2 separate regions of the Sus scrofa genome follow, and region 2 is linked to region 1. Evidence: chromatin contacts called from public promoter capture Hi-C data. All regions are on one chromosome and are shown on one strand. The core of a region is the stretch at or near the end of the contact, and the rest is flanking DNA. Distances in the headings are between cores, read along the strand shown.

Region 1 (5,244 bases), core at 1,666-4,165:
AGAGGCCAAGGAAGAAGAGTCCAAAGGTCAGGAGGAGGATGAGAGTAAGGAGGAAGTTAAAGGTGTGGAGGAAACAGGAGTAGAGCAGGGTAAGGACAAGGAGAAGGAAAGAAATACTGAGAGAGAGGACGAAGCTGAGGAAGGAGATGAAGCTCAAGTAGAAGCCAGAAGGGAGCCAGAGCATGGCGCCCAGGAAAAGCAAATTGCTGGGGAGAGCTGGGAGGTTGTACACAAAGAAGAGGCTGAAAGAGAAGATGAGGTCAAAGGACAGAGGGGGAATGAGGACCAAGAGACAAGAGAAGATCAAGGAGATGGTGAAGACAGCAGAATCCCAGAAGCAGCAGCTGAAGGAAGAGCAGGGGAGGTCAGTCAGGAACAGGAGACTGGAGATGGAGAAGCTGAGGGAGACCAGAGGGCTGCAAGTGACCATTTAGAAGAGGGCTCCCTCCCTGACGGGTCAGATATAGAGTCTTTGGAGGTTGACAGTGCCAGAGAGGGCAGTGCCCAGTCCACTGAGACAGACCAGGCAGCCCCACAGCCACCCCAGTCAGAGGAGATGGAGCCTGAGGGGCAGCCGAGTCCCCTTGGCGCGGCTGGTGGTGTGGGCATGCGCCTGGCTTCCACCCTGGTTCAGGTCCAACAGGTCCGCTCTGTGCCTGTGGTGCCTCCCAAACCACAGTTTGCCAGAATGCCCACTGCAATGTGTGGCAAGATCCACGTGGCACCAGCAAACCCATGCCCGAGGCCTGGCCGGCTTGATGGGACTCCTGGGGAAAGGGCCTGGGGTACCAGAGCTTCCCGCTCCTCTTGGAGGAATGGGGGCAGTCTTTCCTTTGATGCTGCTGTTGCCCTGGCCCGGGACCGCCAGAGGACTGAAGTTCAGAGCGTTCGGCGGACCCAGACCTGTACTGGGGCTGGGGACTACAGCCTCATCCCTAAAACCTCCCCCTATAGCACGATCCCTGCCCATTCTTCTAGGCCCCTTAGCTGCCTGGAGCTCCCAGCTGAAGGCACAGAAGGGTCTGGATCCCGGAGTCGGCTTAGTCTGCCCCCTAAAGAACCTCAGCTCCCTGACCCCCTTGCGCCTCCCCAGCGCCGATCATATGCATTTGAAACACAGGCTAACTCTGGGAAAGGGAAGGGACTGTGATTAGGACCAGACCACAGGGCAAAGAGGACAGTAGTTGTCTTGAAACTCCGTGGTTTCTGAAGCTGTCTCTTCTGCAGCCTGAGTAGCTGTAGTGCCCAACCCTATAGGTTTTGGCCCTCCAGTTTCTCTTTGACTGTGAGAGGCACTATCTCTGTTTACTTGAGCTTGTCTCAGACACAAAGCACTTATCCCTTAGGAGATTCCAGAAAGAGTCACCAAGATCCTGTTCCCAGAGAGTGGGGTCATTGGCCAAAGGGAACAAAGAGTAGGTAGAAAAACTTACAGGTTTCTCAAAGTGAAGAATGACGGGGGAACTCCAGCCAAGTTCCTGCCATCCTCTGAGGCAATGAACTTCTCTTCATGGAAGTCCAGGGTAAAGGCAGAGGTCAGGGCCATATCGGAGCTTATTATACACAAACACTTCTAGAGTTACCCATCCTTGTTCTACTTTGGGGCTGTTAAACGCCTCCTGCTCCTCAGCTTAGGAGGAACATGTCCAAGAAACTTTTTGAACCCTGTAGTATTTGTTGGAGGGACAGGCTCCCTTCCTAGCTCCCCTACTTTCTGCCTCCCTGCATCTCAAGACAGAGAGGTCTTGTACAGATCTCTCTGCCCTCTTCTTTTCCCTTCGGAATAACTTCCTATTTCAGGGAAGGGGAATGATGTCACTTACACCCTGGGACTACTTGTCTGGATAGGCTGGGGGCCACGAATCCCAAGGGGCAATGTCTCATAATAAAAGTTGTATTTTTACACGTAAATAGTGTGGAGTTTCATTACTCTTATTAAAGTCTTGAGTGACAGGTATCATATTTTCAAATATTTGACCATTCGTTGTCTTTTCTGCTTTTATTGTTTGGGTGCTCTTCCTCAGTTGTTGCCATAGAGACCTGCGGCTGGAAACTAGAGCTGGGTTCATGGTGGTCAGGAAATGCGGAAGAGAAACTTATATTTGCATAATGCTCATTATGTGCCAGTAAAGGCTAGGTATTCTATGTGCACATAGTCTATGCTCCTGATTTTTCTGAATCCACTTAATAATTCTAAAAGGTTGGTACAGGTAAATCCATTTCACAGATGAGGAAACTAAATTAAGTCAAAAGGTTTGCCAAAGGTTTCAGAGCCAAGAAGTGGCAGAGTTAGGTCTGAGACCCGAGTTTGTCTGGCTCCAGGCTCTGAACTCGTCTCATTACCGCCCCCGCAACTTGAGGGTAGGTCTTGACTGAAAAAGAATGGGAATCAAGATGCCTCTCCCAGAAACTGTGAGCCTCTCAAAAACTGGAAGCCCTGGAGGGTCTTTAGGTGCCTTCTAACCCTAATACAAATAAGTATATCCAGATCTATTTATACCAGCTATGTCCTAATGTCTAATAAGCAACCACAAACAGGTATACTGATCCAAGATGGCCTCCCAAAGAGCCCTTGTTAAAGATGGCGCCTCCATCCGATGTCCCTCGCTTGATCCAAGCTGGCCTCTCTCACGCCCTTCTCCTGGAGCTAAAAAGGCCCTGTCCAGCAGAAAAATAGTAGCACCAAGTTAGTCGTCTTTCTTCCGTCCTTGCTAGAGCGACTAGGACTTCAGTGTCATTCTCCAAGGATCCCCGGTCGTGGCTTCTTCCCCACCCCAGCAACACCTCCAACACGCTCGCATCCTTCAGCCCCCGGCAAGATGGAGCGAACGGAAGTGGGGCAGCACAGAGGCTGTGTAGGCTGGGCGGACGGGAGGAGACACTTCCGCCCCTCACCAACATGGCTGTGAGCCGGTAGTGCGCATGATCAGCTGTCCAAGGAGCTACCCGAGTCGAGAGAGGGAGAACTCGGTCCAGGGAAATAGGAGCCTGCGGCGGCCTTGGCTGGTGAGTGCAGGACCCGACGAGAGTCTGGAGACTGGGTGGGCAGGCGGGGGAGAGCAGCTTCGATTTTATTTCCGTTTTTTAGGTCCAGAAACTCCTGGGGCGGAAGCTTTTGTTTGGAGGGAGGGGGCCGTGCCTGATCTTTATCTCCTACCCCCTTTTGTGGGCCGAACTCACTCCCCGCCCCCGGGCGCGCTCTCCTTCGATGGCAGCCGCGGGCCGCGGGGCCAAGACCACGGGATCCGCTGAACCCCCGGCCTCAATTCCTGCCTCTGCGGAGCAGCGGGGTCTCGGGATGTGACGGGCCGGGCTGGACGGGTCACGGCGCGGGCTCCTGGGCTCGCGCCCGACCGGCGCTCAGCTCTTAAGCGCCTACTGCTTGATGGGCCTGCAGGGAGACGCCGCATTCTCAGGCAAGGTCTAGGCGCCAGCCTTCTTTGGGGACTTGATTATTTTCCCTTTGTGTCCAGACTTAGCCAGGGCTCTCCCCCCCCCCCCTTTGCCTGAGCGTGCACGCTACGACATCCTATCCCACTTTCCTGTCGCATACCCCTAACGCTCAGGAAATGCTTCTGGATGCCCTACTAAGATTTGAATAAGTATCTTGACCCCGTTGCTGGGCGTCCTCAGAGGCTGCCCCGGCTGACAGCTGTGGGCCATAGAGACGCCTCCTCTGCCCTGCCCTCTTGTTTCATTGCTTCCTTCTGCTGTCAGCGCAGCAAGCTTCAGAGGGGCACTTCCTCCGTACGTTCGAGGATGGAGAGGTAGGTGGTCCCGAAATACTGGTGCTACTTCCCCCTTAGGGACCGGATCTTAATTGCAGCGCTACTTGCTCCGGACAGTTTCATTTTCAGTTCCTTTTTTTTTCTTTTTTGTGAACACTTTGGATATGGGCTTTCCATGACTTAACCGCTGAAGATAAAGGTTTGGGAGACCCTTACAGGTAGAGAACTTAAAAAAATCTTACCCCTTTCCTGTCGGGATTACTTATTGCTTTGTACTATATTGCTATTTCTTTCTAGAGGCATCTGTCTTCTCAGCCCTTTGTTTTTCCTGCCGCCGCCACCCTCACTTACCCCCACTGGGTGTCAGGGTCTTTTTTTTTTTTTTTTTTTTTTTTCTTTTGGCCTAGCAGGGGGTGGGGGCGGGCATGTGGAAGTTCCCAGGACGGGAGTTGAACCCGCACCGCAGCAGCAGCCCAGGCCACTGCAGTGACAACTGCTGCTGGATCCTTACCGCTGTGCCGCAAGAGAACTTCAGTGTCAGGGTTGTAAGGCAGGCACCTCTTAGATGGATTCTTCCTCCATTATCTCTTCTTCCAAACCCTGAACCTGGAGTTTCCCTCTTCTTGCTGAGGCTTGGTTGATTTGGAGTTGTCATGGCAACATTTTAGCAACTGTGTTGTTCTACAGGAAGGCTTAGTGAATAAAATAGAAGGGGCTTGAAGAGGATACACTTGGGCTTTAGGGTCTTTAATGAATGAGGTAAATCTGGACTCCCAAAACAAGAGCCCTGTCAGTAGAATGATGCCCAAGGGCCAAATCTGGTCTTTTATGGTTCTGGAGGTTCTCCAGTGGGTTCAGGTTTCCCTTTCTTAGATTTGAGGACAGGAATTTCTTGATGTACAATATATGCTTGAGAAGTGGGAAGAAGCATCAACATCCAAGACCTTGTGTTTTTTGATAGCTGTGGTCTAAACATGGTCCTTCTAATCTCCATGTCATGGCAGATCATGATAGCTTTAATAATAATCCATCCAGAAATACGTTATTTCTTAGTCTTTCAGTATAATTATCTCTTCTCCATCAGGAGTTGGAGTGATAATTGGAGGGGCGAGAAACACTATTCATATAATTGCTCTTTCAGTCACTGTAGACAGTCTTCAGCATCAGAATGGAGAAAGCTGATTGTCCCCTGCAGATGATTGGTTTATGTTCCTGGATGTGTCTTCATGGAGCCTAGTTCTAGAAAGAGGAGACTTCCAGTTTCTTAGACTCACTAGACTTCCTGATTTCTACCAGGACTTAGCACTCAGGCCTGTGAGGCAGGAGATACGAAGACTTCCAAAGAAGGACCAGTTCCTCGGATGTGCCCCCTCACAGAGAGATGAAGGGGTGAGTGAAGAAGAGGTAGGGTCTGGTTTGGGAGGCCTGGGAGAATGCAAAATGGCTAAGAGCACTGATTCTGGAGTCAGGCAGACCTAGATTTAGGTCCCAGCTCCATCACCTAGCTATGTGATCT
Region 2 (5,244 bases), core at 1,671-4,170, 50 kb after region 1:
ACAAGAGAAGAGAAACCTCGATGAGGTAATAGCAGTCAGAATTAATGAGAAGGGGAAGGTGTTGCCTCACATGTTTGCGTCTATATGTGGTGGTGTCATTCCTGAACTTGTTTCAGATCTGATGACCTGAGAGGACTCAAAAGAGAACTTCAGCTAAAGTTAGACGTGATGCAGAAATAGTCACCCAATTCATAGGCTGTGGTTGATTGATTTATTTTCTTTTCAGTGGCCCTTTATTTCAAAGGCTAGTTTTTAGCTTAATTAGAAGCTGTTCTTTATTTGGGTGGTGTCATAGGTTGGGTTCTTGGGAAGCTGACTCTAAGATGTTAGTGACTGTACCAAGACATTAATTAGGAAGTGCTCTTGGGAGCCACACCTATGGAAAGGAAGCAGAGGGAGAAGCCGAGTTGCATTGTAGTCCTAACGAGGCCTCAGCCTGCTCCACAAGGAGCTTTGAAGCAGGAATAGCCCTTCAGTGTTATCCCAGGCTGGGGAGTTAGGGCGATAGAGCTGGGGCTTTATATGTCTCCGCTTCTCTCACTGATCAGGCATTAGAGGCTGGTGCCCTGCCCCTGCCCCTTCTTGGTAGGAGGGGTGCCCCTGGGCAAGGCTGTGTTCTGGGTATCCTCAAAGACTGCTGATAGCTGAGGGCTTTCTTCTGGAAGCAGTCCTAGCACCTGGGACATGGCTTTCATTCCTGAAGAGACATCTGGTTTGAGGGTCTTGGTTCACATCATAGGTGGCAAATTGTAAAATTCAAGAATCTTTAAAAATTTTTTTTATTTATTAAAGTATAATTGATTTACAATGTTGAATCAATTTCTGCTGTATAGCAAAGTGACCCAGTCATATATATACATACACACACACACACATTCTTTTTCTCATATTATCTTCCTTTATGTTCTATCCCAAGATAGACTGGATATATAGATCCCTGTGTTATACAGCAGGACCTCATTGCTTATCTATTCTAAATGTAATAATTTGCATCTAGTAATCCCAGACTCCCTGTCCAACCTGCTCCCTCCCCAAGAATCTTATTTGGTAGCCTTCCAGTCTATTTTGTTGATGGTTGTTCAGCACTTCGCTGTAATTTTGGTGGTTTTCATAAGAGGAGGTTAGCTTGAGTCCTTCTACTCTGCCATCTTGCCTCTTGCTCTAAAGTTCCATCATCAAAGCAAAGAAAGCTGACTTGGGCAAAAAAAAATCAAAGCATTTCATTACCAGTAATTTTTTTTTTTTTTGGTTGAACCCACAACACATGGAAGTTCCCGAGCCAGGGATTGAATCCGAGCCACAGCTGCAGCCTTTAACTCACTGTGCCAGGCTGGGGATTGGATCCACTGAGGTTGGATTCTTAACCCACGGCCCCCTGATGGGAACTCCAGGGCCTGACTTTTATTTATTTATTTTTTATTTTTTTAATTTTTTGTCTTTTTAGGCCGTACCTGCGGCATATGGAGGTTTGGAGCAGTAGCCAGTGGCCTACTCCACAGCCACAGGAACTTGGGATCCGAGCCACTTCTGTGACCTACACCACAGCTCATGGCAATGCTGGATCCTTAACCCACTGAGTGAGGCCAGGGGTTGAACCTGTGTCCTCATAGATACAAACCAGATTTGTTTTACACTGAGCTAAGACAGGAACTCCTAGGACCTGATTTCTTAAAAGAATGACATTTAGTTACACGGTTTGCTAAACTAGTGGCTTTTCTAAGAAGTAGCATGGTGTATACAAATATAAGGAAAAAGGGGAGTAGCCTGTATGCTAATCTCAGCTCTGCCATTTGCCAGCTGTGAAAACTTGGATCAGCCATTTAAATTTATTTATTTATTTATTTATTTATTTATTTTGTCTTTTTGACATTTCTTGGGCTGCTCCTTCGGCATATGGAGGTTCCCAGGCTAGGGGTCAAATCGGAGCTGTAGTCACTGGCCTACGCCAGAGCCACAGCAACTCGGGATCCGAGCCACGTCTGCAACCTACACCACAGCTCATGGCAACGCTGGATCGTTAACCCACTGAGCAAGGGCAGGGATCGCACCCGCAACCTCATGGTTCCTAATTGGATTCGTTAACCACTGAGCCACGATGGGAACTCCCATTTAACTTTTTAGACACTCAATTTTCTCATCTGTAAAACATACCCTGACAAATTCAGTGCTGTCGTATGAAATTGAAATAAATGTATGTAAAAGCACTCTCTAAATATTTAGGCCAAAAGAGGAAAACAAACCAACCAGAAAAGAAAAAGAAAGAACCTAAAGGATCACAGAGAACATCTAGTTCAAACCTTTTATGTTTCAGATGAGAAAACAGTCTCAGGGGTCAAGAGACCTATTCAGTTATGTGAGTAATTTAATAAAGGAAAAATGTACTTGCGTTGAACAGATGTGCTTGCACTTATCTAAGGAAGGCAGGACTTTGACGTAAAGCTGTAAATAAAGCATCTTTCGTGAGTGTGAGCTTTGAAAACATGAATGAGAGTAATTGTGTCAGTGCGGGTTGGTGATTATCTCACCATCCCAGAATCCTCACGGCTGCTTATTTTGGAGTGTGTGGGGCCTCCTGTGGACCCTGCTGCCTTCTTCCTATTGTGTTATTTAATTAGCCTGGCCTCTTCTCACCTCCTCTCTCCACCCCCACTACCCACTGCCTTCTCCTTCCCTTCTCCATTGGGCAGGAGGAGATTCTAATGAGCGGATCTGAGCCCACTTCTGGACCAGAACCAGCTGTGTGATCTTAGATACGTTTCTGTGCTTCGGTTCCTCATGTAAAATTGGGGTGGTAATACTTGTCCTGCTGATCTGTCCTGCTTCCTTCAAGGATCAAATGATACGGTGTATATGAAAACACAAAGCACAAAATGCCCCACAAATGTCGAGTGTTATTATTATCCTATTGTCGCTCCGCCCTTTCCTTCCCTCCCTTGCCTCCAGCTCTGCTGGCCTCCTGCCAGGATTGTCTGACAAGTGACTGCAATTATTTGTTGAGAAGCTTTCTCTGAACCATGAAATGTCATTTGGGAAGCTGCCTTTGGACTTGTAGGACTCTAATTAGGTTATTGGGGGTTCAGAGGGAAAAATGTTAAAGAATGAAAGAAATCACATTTGAAAGAAATAGGTTATTTCCATTGATAAAGGAAGTATTGGCAATTAGAGCAAAAAGCATTTAAAGAGAATATGCAGGAATCTCCTGTTGTGGCTCAGCGAGTATCCATGAGGATGTGGGTTTAATCCCTGGCCTCGCTCAGTGGGTTAAGGAGGCCAAGGATCCAGTGTTGCTGTGAGCTGTGGTGTAGCTCGCAGATTCAGCTAGGATCCCACATTGCTGTGGCTGTGGTGTAGGTTGGCAGCTGCAGCTCCAATTCAATCCCTAGCCTGTGAACCTTCCATATGCCACAGGTATGACCATAACAAGCAGAAAAGAGAGAGAGAGAGAGAGAGAATATTTAGAATATTGATGAGAAGTATTATAGAGAGAGAGGAGCTTGAATCTCTTGAATCCCTTGATCTTGGGGTCTCAGCCCTAGATGCCCCATCAGCTGGGACTGCTCTTCCCTCTGTCAACTCCTAATGGGCCCACTCGTCTTCTTCTCAGGCTCCCTGACGTTGGGCAGGGGTGCAGTGTACACTTCTGAACCAGAAGTCAGAGTTGCTGAGAACAAACGTGAGTTGGGAGAGGGTCTGTGGAGGGTGGTGGGGGGTTGGGGGAAGGGAGGTGAGCACCTGCAGAGAGACCCCTGGGGAACATCCAGCCCAGGCTGTGGACTGGGGCCATTTCCCCATCTTCTCCATTTCTGGCTGTTCCTTCTTCGCCTTCACCTTGGTCCTGTCTGCAGCTGCCAAGCTGTCCTGCTCCTACTCCGGGTTCTCCTCTCCCCGTGTGGAGTGGAAATTTACCCATGGCGACATCACCAGCCTCGTCTGCTATAACAACAAGATCACAGGTGAGTTGCTCACCTCTTTGCTGCCTGCCTGGGCAGTAGAGGGATTGATTGATTGTGCCTGGATTCCAGGGGAAGGTTATGCTCAAGTCCCATGGCCTCCCGATCGCCCTTCCTGGGGGAAGGAGAGGGCCCCTTGTGCCTTGGGGGCCGCCGGCACCTGTGTCTCTTAGCTCTTCAGCTCACTGCCCCCGGCCCTGCTTCCTCTCTCCTGGTAGCTTCCTATGAGAACCGAGTTACCTTCTCGGCTAGTGGCATCACCTTCCATTCTGTGACCAGGAAAGACACAGGGACGTATACTTGTATGGTCTCTGACGAAGGCGGCAACACCTACGGGGAAGTCACTGTTAACCTCATTGTGCTTGGTACGTGCCATAGGTCTTCTATGTGGGCTTGCAGTCTGTCCCTTCCCTAAACTCTTAGCAAGCTCTGCTAAGCTTTGGAGCTCACTGATGGTGAGAATGCTCATGGGTGGGAGGATTCAGGGTCCAGGGCTGTCGGAGAAGGGGGATAAGCCCCTGGTTGGGACGGGGGGGAACAAAGGGCATAGTAAGGGAGGGAGGCTAGAGCTGGTGGATGGGGGTGTCATGCTAGTCAATGACTTCACCTTCGGGCAGCCCTCCTGCCCTTGTTGTGATCAGTACCTTGTCTCCCTCCCAGTGCCTCCATCGAAGCCTACAATCAGTGTTCCCTCCTCTGCTACCATCGGGAACCGGGCTGTGCTGACCTGCTCAGAGAAAGATGGTTCCCCACCCTCTGAATACTTCTGGTTCAAGGATGGGGTATTGATGCCTACAGAGCCCAAGAGCAACCGTGCCTTCATCAACTCTTCCTATAGCCTGAATCCGAAGACAGGGGAGCTGGTATGGATGGGAATGGGGTAAAAGGTGTGTGGTCTGGGAGGCAGAGGGTTATAGAACCCCTGATGGTGGGAAAGAAGAGCAGGCAACAAGGTGAGCTTGGCATTAGGGTCAGGAGGTGTGAAAGACAGGTACTTGGCTTCTTTAAGCAGAAAGCTGATTCCCCTTCTGCATTCCAGATCTTTGATCCTGTGTCGGCCTCTGATGCTGGAGATTACACTTGTGAGGCACAGAATGGGTATGGGTCACCCATGAGATCAGATACTGTGCACATGGAAGCTGGTGAGTGAGGGCATGGCCAGGGCTTGTGCTCAGACCCGGGATGGGGACTGGGGTCTCCTTTCCATCCTGGCTTTAACAGTGTTGTCGGGACCATGGGTGAGCATTCAGGGCCTGACGTCTCATTTGTGTCTCATAGCGGAACTGAATGTGGG

What was found. Promoter capture Hi-C pulls out the DNA fragments that hold promoters and counts their contacts.
Region 2: a promoter capture Hi-C map of fetal liver shows a contact between it and region 1, with 2.4 times the contacts expected there. The contact joins the enhancer-like site here to the promoter of USF1 in region 1. A contact is called at or near these places in 1 of 5 promoter capture datasets (fetal liver), 12 of 47 Hi-C or Micro-C datasets (alveolar macrophages, embryonic fibroblasts, fetal liver and 5 more) and 2 of 2 datasets of contacts at active chromatin or transcription factors (alveolar macrophages and skeletal muscle).

The regions. Positions count from the first base shown.
Region 1 is chr4:89,392,280-89,397,523 of Sscrofa11.1, forward strand. USF1 (upstream transcription factor 1) reads left to right here and starts at 2,916. Exons shown (of 11, transcript NM_001190245.1): 1 at 2,916-3,006; 2 at 5,025-5,117. The coding sequence starts at 5,110. ARHGAP30 (rho GTPase-activating protein 30) reads left to right here. Exons shown (of 11, transcript XM_021089545.1): 11 at 1-1,911. The coding sequence ends at 1,150.
Region 2 is chr4:89,441,776-89,447,019 of Sscrofa11.1, forward strand. It overlaps F11R (F11 receptor), which reads left to right. Exons shown (of 10, transcript NM_001128444.1): 2 at 3,605-3,673; 3 at 3,846-3,953; 4 at 4,169-4,315; 5 at 4,611-4,813; 6 at 4,990-5,092; 7 at 5,229-5,244. Among named protein-coding and RNA genes, the nearest start is that of F11R, 19 kb to the left of the region's middle. Within about 2 kb of position 2,921, at least 9 of the 83 cell types and tissues checked have an H3K27ac peak or open chromatin away from gene starts, as enhancers often do. A contact at or near this core is called in fetal liver, retroperitoneal adipose tissue and subcutaneous adipose tissue, where this site is marked.